Linked DNA regions of Mus musculus: region 1 is linked to region 2. A link is a contact called in public HiChIP or PLAC-seq data. All regions are on one chromosome and are shown on one strand. The core of a region is the stretch at or near the end of the contact, and the rest is flanking DNA. Distances in the headings are between cores, read along the strand shown.

Evidence for each region. HiChIP or PLAC-seq counts read pairs in DNA pulled down with a chosen protein or histone mark.
Region 1: a contact with region 2 is called in an H3K4me3 HiChIP or PLAC-seq map of the SCID.adh cell line, with 8 read pairs. The contact joins two enhancer-like sites. A contact is called at or near these places in 3 of 15 datasets of contacts at CTCF or cohesin (CD8 T cells, the NIH/3T3 cell line and embryonic stem cells), 2 of 484 Hi-C or Micro-C datasets (bone marrow-derived macrophages and embryonic stem cells), 13 of 115 datasets of contacts at active chromatin or transcription factors (the 230-238 cell line, CD8 T cells, the SCID.adh cell line and 8 more) and 1 of 9 other capture datasets (macrophages).

The regions. Positions count from the first base shown.
Region 1 is chr11:11,784,225-11,787,484 of GRCm38.p6, forward strand. No RefSeq gene overlaps it. Among named protein-coding and RNA genes, the nearest start is that of Fignl1, 23 kb to the right of the region's middle. Within about 2 kb of position 1,452, at least 17 of the 459 cell types and tissues checked have an H3K27ac peak or open chromatin away from gene starts, as enhancers often do. A contact at or near this core is called in the SCID.adh cell line, where this site is marked.
Region 2 is chr11:11,520,317-11,523,337 of GRCm38.p6, forward strand. No RefSeq gene overlaps it. Among named protein-coding and RNA genes, the nearest start is that of Gm11998, 36 kb to the right of the region's middle. Within about 2 kb of position 1,690, at least 95 of the 459 cell types and tissues checked have an H3K27ac peak or open chromatin away from gene starts, as enhancers often do. A contact at or near this core is called in the SCID.adh cell line, where this site is marked.

The sequences.
Region 1 (3,260 bases), core at 202-2,701, 260 kb after region 2:
CCTAAATCATATCCTAGAATTGGTTTTTCTGTTAGTCCCAATATTGTGTCATAAAAAGTGTGGCTGCAAACAAAGTCATACTGAGGACTACACAGATTTTGTCCTAATATCCATGATGGGAAAAAGCCAACTGCCTGACCTCTGCTAGAAGTCATCACTCAGCCTTGCTCACTGCCCTGCCTTCCTTACAGAGTCTCACCCAGGGATCAACCAGCTCTTATCATCTGAAGGATCAGAAAGATTTCCCGAAGTCACTGACATGCAGTCATCAGAGGAACATTTGCATGGGACAAGCACAGAGAAAAACTTAATATTTTTGTGGCAGCGATGACAATAACATGTGACAAAGGAGTTACTACCCTTGCTCCTTAGAGAAAAGAGGTTCACACCTAAGATCGCCCTTCTAGTGGAAGCTACACCTTTCACCACCCCAAGGACCCAGTGGGCAGCCTGACACATGATAATGTCAGCAAGATTATACTGAGCATTAAAAGGGGTCAAGGGGTGATAAATTCTCACCATAGCAATAGTGCATGCAAGGTATATACATATATTGCTTTGGGATATTCTGAGGCCATGGAAAAATAAAGTACAGAAATGTTGGAAAGTCACACCTGGCAGAAGCAAACAGCAATCTGAGTTTTTTACTTCATGCTGGGAGACAGGGATGCTATGCATCCAATCACTGTAACGTGGGATGCCAGAAAGACAGGGAAAAACATTTCATTCCCCAAATAGAAAATTTTGTTATAACAATGCTGTGCCATAGGCATGAACTTAGTATAGCTATTCAAACTTAATTAAAATTAATTAGAACTGGAAATTCAACCTCTTGGTTGCAAACATTCTAGATGTTCAATAAGTTGGATTTGGCTCTGGCTCTGGCTGTGGCTCTCGCTGCCATCCACATTGGATCATACAAACAAGAAGCATTTCCATCCATGTAGCAAGTTCTGTGAGGTAGAGCTGATCGGTAGCTGTTTGCCTTGCTCCTTGGGACTCTCCAGGGTCTAGCACAGTACATGGCACAGAAGGTGGATACCTGTCAAATTTCCTTCCAAAGTAAGCCATGCCCTTGCAATAAGATTCCCAGAAAGCCATCCTGGACTACTGTATTCTGTTTTAATCCTAACTCATTGTTTAAAGATTGCAGCAACTTTCGCTTCTGTTTGCGAATAGACCTTTTACTCTGCCTGGGAGGAAAATGGCCCTTGCTTAAGGTCCTCTGCTTCACGCCAGTCCCACTCGAAGTGCTGATGGTGGAGGTGACCCTGGAAGCTCAGAGTGCTGCATCAGAGCCCTGGTGGGTTCCTGTGACCTCCAGTCCCTCCCACCAGCTAGCAACCTGCAAAAGAGAAACTCTAATGGCCAGCAGGCAGAGGGTGGGATCTGTAGAAACAGGGAAGCAAAGGCCTCTTAGGCAGTTCTTGCAGGATCATCCTCCTCCCGGGGGAGAAAGAGGAAAGGAAGGCAAATCACTTTCCACTTGCTTCTGCTTCTCCTAGAGAAACCGCTTGCCTAATTTCCTCTGCAGCTAGAGAAATGTTCTTTGTGAAAGCCACGATTTCCACACATTCACTCTGTGGACTCCACGGGCCTCCCAGAGGTATTTGCATTGCAGCTCTCCTTCTGTCCCAGCAACTTCAGCTGTCCTGGCAGCTCTGCTTGAAGACAAGCAACCAAGTGCAACACACACTGACTACAGTCAGCAGCAGGTCCTTCCACAGAGCATTCTGGCTCCACTGGGCTGCAGAGGTGGGCAGGAAGGAGCTCTGGAAGCTTCCATCCTAAGGCCCAAGCCCTCCTAGTATGGCCATCCTGCACAGTCCCCTGAATGACACCCCGTTTCTCAAGGTCCCTGCAGCAAAGGGATTTGAGAAAGTCACAGCCATTCTCACACTCAGAACACCCTAACCCCAAGCCTGTACCTAGATAGCCTGTGGTCTGCAGGGAGTACCTGTGTAGCCTATAAGACCCTCACCCCTTTCATGGACCAAAACACAATGAATACATTCTGGCTATGGCTCTCAGGGTATGAAGGCAGTGCTGGTGCAATCCCCAGCAAGGGTAATGCAGTGAAGTGTCTCTGTGCTAAGGACTGTGCTTCCACAGAGCCCTTAAGCTTGTGTTTGCTGAATGAGCTGGCCACTCCCTCCCTCCCACATCTCCACACTCCCACCATACCCCCCTGGCCTGGAAGAGAACAGTTCACTCAGACTGGATTCAAAGCACATGTCACCACTAGAGAGACAACCTGCAGGAGAAACCCATCTGCTGGAAATCTAACACCCGGCAAATAGAAGGAGTGTGGTGTTAGGCATGGCACCTGGGCTTTAAGCATCTTATTACCTGAGCTGCATTGTCACAAGTGAAGCAGTCACCCTTCCTTAGCCTAACAAGCAACTGTAAATTACAGGCCTATGCCACCAGACACTTAAACGTCACCAAAATGAAGGATGTATGTAGAAGCCATATGGAAATCTGTGGCTTTATGGATCAAGTAAAAGAATACCATTAAGCCCAGTGTGATGGTGCATACCTTTAATCTAGGCCTTGGAAGGCAGAGATAGGAGGATCCATGTGAGTTTTTGGCCAGCCTGATCTATATAACACAGGAGGATCTGTGTGAGTTTTTGGCCAGCCTGGTCTATATAACACGTTTCAGGATAGCTAGGACTCCATAGTGAGATCCCATTTCAAAAAGTATACATGTAATATATATGTATATGCATGTTATATATTATATATAATATAAAATCAGAGAGATAATAGGCCTAGGACAACATAAGAGAACAGGGGGATAGTTAAAGTTTCAAGTAGGGATGGGAACAGGGTGATGGGGAGAAGGATGCATGAAGAAGCCTTATAGAAGTCCACTAATTTATAATCTAATTAAAGAATATAAAACACTTTCTAAAACTTTCTATGAAAAAAAAAAAACATTAAAGGAAGACATGATCACAAAGCCAGCTCTGCAGAGGATACTGGAAGGAACACTGTAGTCCAATAAACACAACTTACCGTCAAGTAAAAACAGTGTCAAGCTGGCTGTGGGGGCACACGCCCTTAATTGCAGTGCTCAGGAGGTAAAAGGTGGAGGATATCCCAGTTGGAGGCCATCCTGGTCTACAAAGAGAGCTTCAGGACAGGCAGAGCTACACAGAGAAACCCTGACTCAGGTGGGTAGGGGGGACAACAGTACCATTAGGATAAAGCAATTTATTTATGGAAAAGGGAACTCCAGGGAAATGCAACTAAAA
Region 2 (3,021 bases), core at 440-2,939:
CAAGAGCCCTCAGTGACCATGAGCCTGCCATAGCCGAAGTTCAGCACATTGACTCTAACAATTTTCTCTTAACTATAATGCATTTCTAAAAATTAAAGTATTGTCATTTCTAAGAGGTGTGCTACCCATACACACGTATGTTAGGTAGCTACATAAATAAAAACGGCCTTGAGGATGGACCCCCCCCCCCATAGTTGACTTTGGGCCTCACCTGTTGTTTTCCTGGTGGCACTAGAAATAAAAACACCACAATTACCTTAATATTGAAACTGCAATAAAAAAAATACAGATACTTCTGGGCTTTGTGGAGGGTCATGAATGGAAAGCTCTCCCTTCCTGGCCTAAAAGATGGACTCCCATTCATCTATACCTCTGACCCTGGGTGTAAGAAGGCCTTCTCATCTACCTCAAAGATTAAAACCCTACATGCAGACCAGCAAGATCCCTGAGCAGGAAAAGGGACTGGCCACTAAGCCTGAGGTCCTGAGTACAACCCTAGGACATACACGGTAGAAAGAGAGAACCAGTTCCTACAAGCTGTGCTCTGACCTCCACATACATGTTCCATATATGTATATGCATGTATATGTATGTGTCTGTCTGTATGTATATGTATACGAATAGACAAATAATAATGTAATAGCATATACACCATTACATGCTATTGCAGCTTCCCTTAAGAGTTAATGTAAATGAAACTGTCTATCACTACCCTACAGGAAGCTGCCCTGTAGTTCAATAACCAGTAGGAATCCTGCTTTATAATGTAAATCTGAGCAGTGAGCCCTTTGGTCATTGCTCATTCTCTCCCTTAAGAGTGGTTCACTTCTTTCTGTAATAAATTCTATTTCCTACACAAGGGTCTGTAATAAACTTTCTTCCATTCTACAAACTGTGCATATCTTTCCGTTCAGTTGGCAGAGAACATACAGGCCAGGGAGTCACTGGTGAACAGAGTGAGATTCCAGTGACACTTTAAATAAATATACATAAAGGATAATTTAGTAGACATTAGTAGCATATCCTTGCCTAAAAAAGTACTTGTCTTTGCGGAAATGAAAATACATGGATTACTTTGGAACTGGGGGAGCCTCACTGACTCACAGGGCATGGGATCTAGGGGGATCCAGAAAGTATTCTTATAATACTGCAGGAAAATGCAAATATTTTCAGCAGCTACCATCATTTTCACTCCTGATTGTTTTAGTTTTGTAACATTATAAATTCTTCCTTATTCAATCTACCCAAATGGTATTCAGAAACAACACTGATTAATTAATTAGGTTATAATTAAGTATTATAATCTAGGGTTGGTAGTGTACATGAGAAAGCGTGGGTAGGTTATGTGTACATTCTGACATGTCATCTTAGCCACTTGAGTATGTAGAGCCTGCCATCCATAGGGTCTTGAAACAAGCCTTCCCCCAAAGATACTAAGACAGTTTAACACTGATTAATTAATTAATTAATGCACACATTTTTTTAGATTGTGCTTGTTTATTTCATTCACTATAAGTGATTCTGAATATACTCTAAATTGCTGTTAAAATATTTCCTGCTTCATCCTCTGTAAAGGACATTTCCTCACACTTGTTGAAGTTTGGCACGGAGAGTCCCTGTAGCCCTCTATCTAAACTGCTTATTGTGGTTACAGGTTGGGGCGGGGCTGGCTTCCTCCTGCCAGCCCCAGATGTTGCAGGCTACCCTGTGTGGGTTTCCAGGGCAAGCTCTGCTGATTCTAGTCTGTAGGCTGTAATGGAAACAGCTTTATTTTGTCACATTCACACTTTGGAAACAAGACGCTAACACATGTTGGGTGTAAATCTATTTTTCCAGTGCTGGAAGACCGTTTTCATTGTGTCTTCTGTGGGCAGAGCCACAGATAAAAGATAAAGGCAGACTCACTGAGCACCCTGTGGGGACACACAGGAAGAGATATCTGAGCAGAGAAGGGAAGGGAGAGGAAGGGCCTCAGGCACAAGTTATGGGGGTTCTAAGTTGTACAGCATTTGACTGGAGTTCATGTAAATCAACTTTGCAGAATGTCAAATCAAGGCTGCAGACTCTGGTGGAGTTCATAGCCCTCCGTAGTAACTTGCCCATGCAAAGCATAGCCATAGATTCTCTTGAGTGACTGATGAGTTTTGGGACACTACTGGGGCTGGAAGCGTTCTGTGCAAAGCAGAAATCAAACAGAGACTCTCAAATAAAGGGAGGAGGAGGAACTGATGATGTTTCTGAACAGTATATTGTCAGTCCCCTACTAGAAACAATGGTCACAGATCAGCAACTCCAAAACAAAGCCAGCGTTCTAGTAAATGCAAACTGTCTTAGTATCTTTGGGGGAAGGCTTGTTTCAAGACCCTATGGATGGCAGGCTCTACATACTCAAGTGGCTAAGATGACATGTCAGAATGTACACATAACCTACCCATGCTTTCTCATGTACACTACCAACCCTAGATTATAATACCTAATACAATCAAATTTTATATAAGTAGGTGTTTTATATTAGTAATAAGTAATTAAGGCATAAAAGGTAGGAGATATTGGGTATAGACTCATATAGCTTTCCCTAAATATTTTGAATACATAGTTGGTTGGGTACAGAACAGGCAGATTTGGAGGGCCAATAATGCTCCTGATGCTATGGTTTCGTATGATCCTGTCAACACTCAATTACAAACGTAGCCAAAGGTCTCCCTAGAATCTCTGGAAATCTGTTTTCTAGGTTGATGTCCCGAGAGTCCTTTCATGGGATGTTTCTAAGACTAGTGTGAACAGTCACACATTTGTCTTTCAAGATCTAAAGCCTAAGCAAACAAGGCATCCTAAGGGTGTTCAATGTTGTTGGAAGAACTGCTGTCTAGGGAAATCCTTGAGTTTCTTTTTGCTTCCGTGGATCCCACACGCAGAGTGTAAGGCCCCCATTCCAGCTCAGGCCCTAGAAAGAAACTCAACTTTAGAGCATGGCGTTTATCCACCGGTGAGCTCCTCTCAGATCTGTAGGCAGGGGTGAAA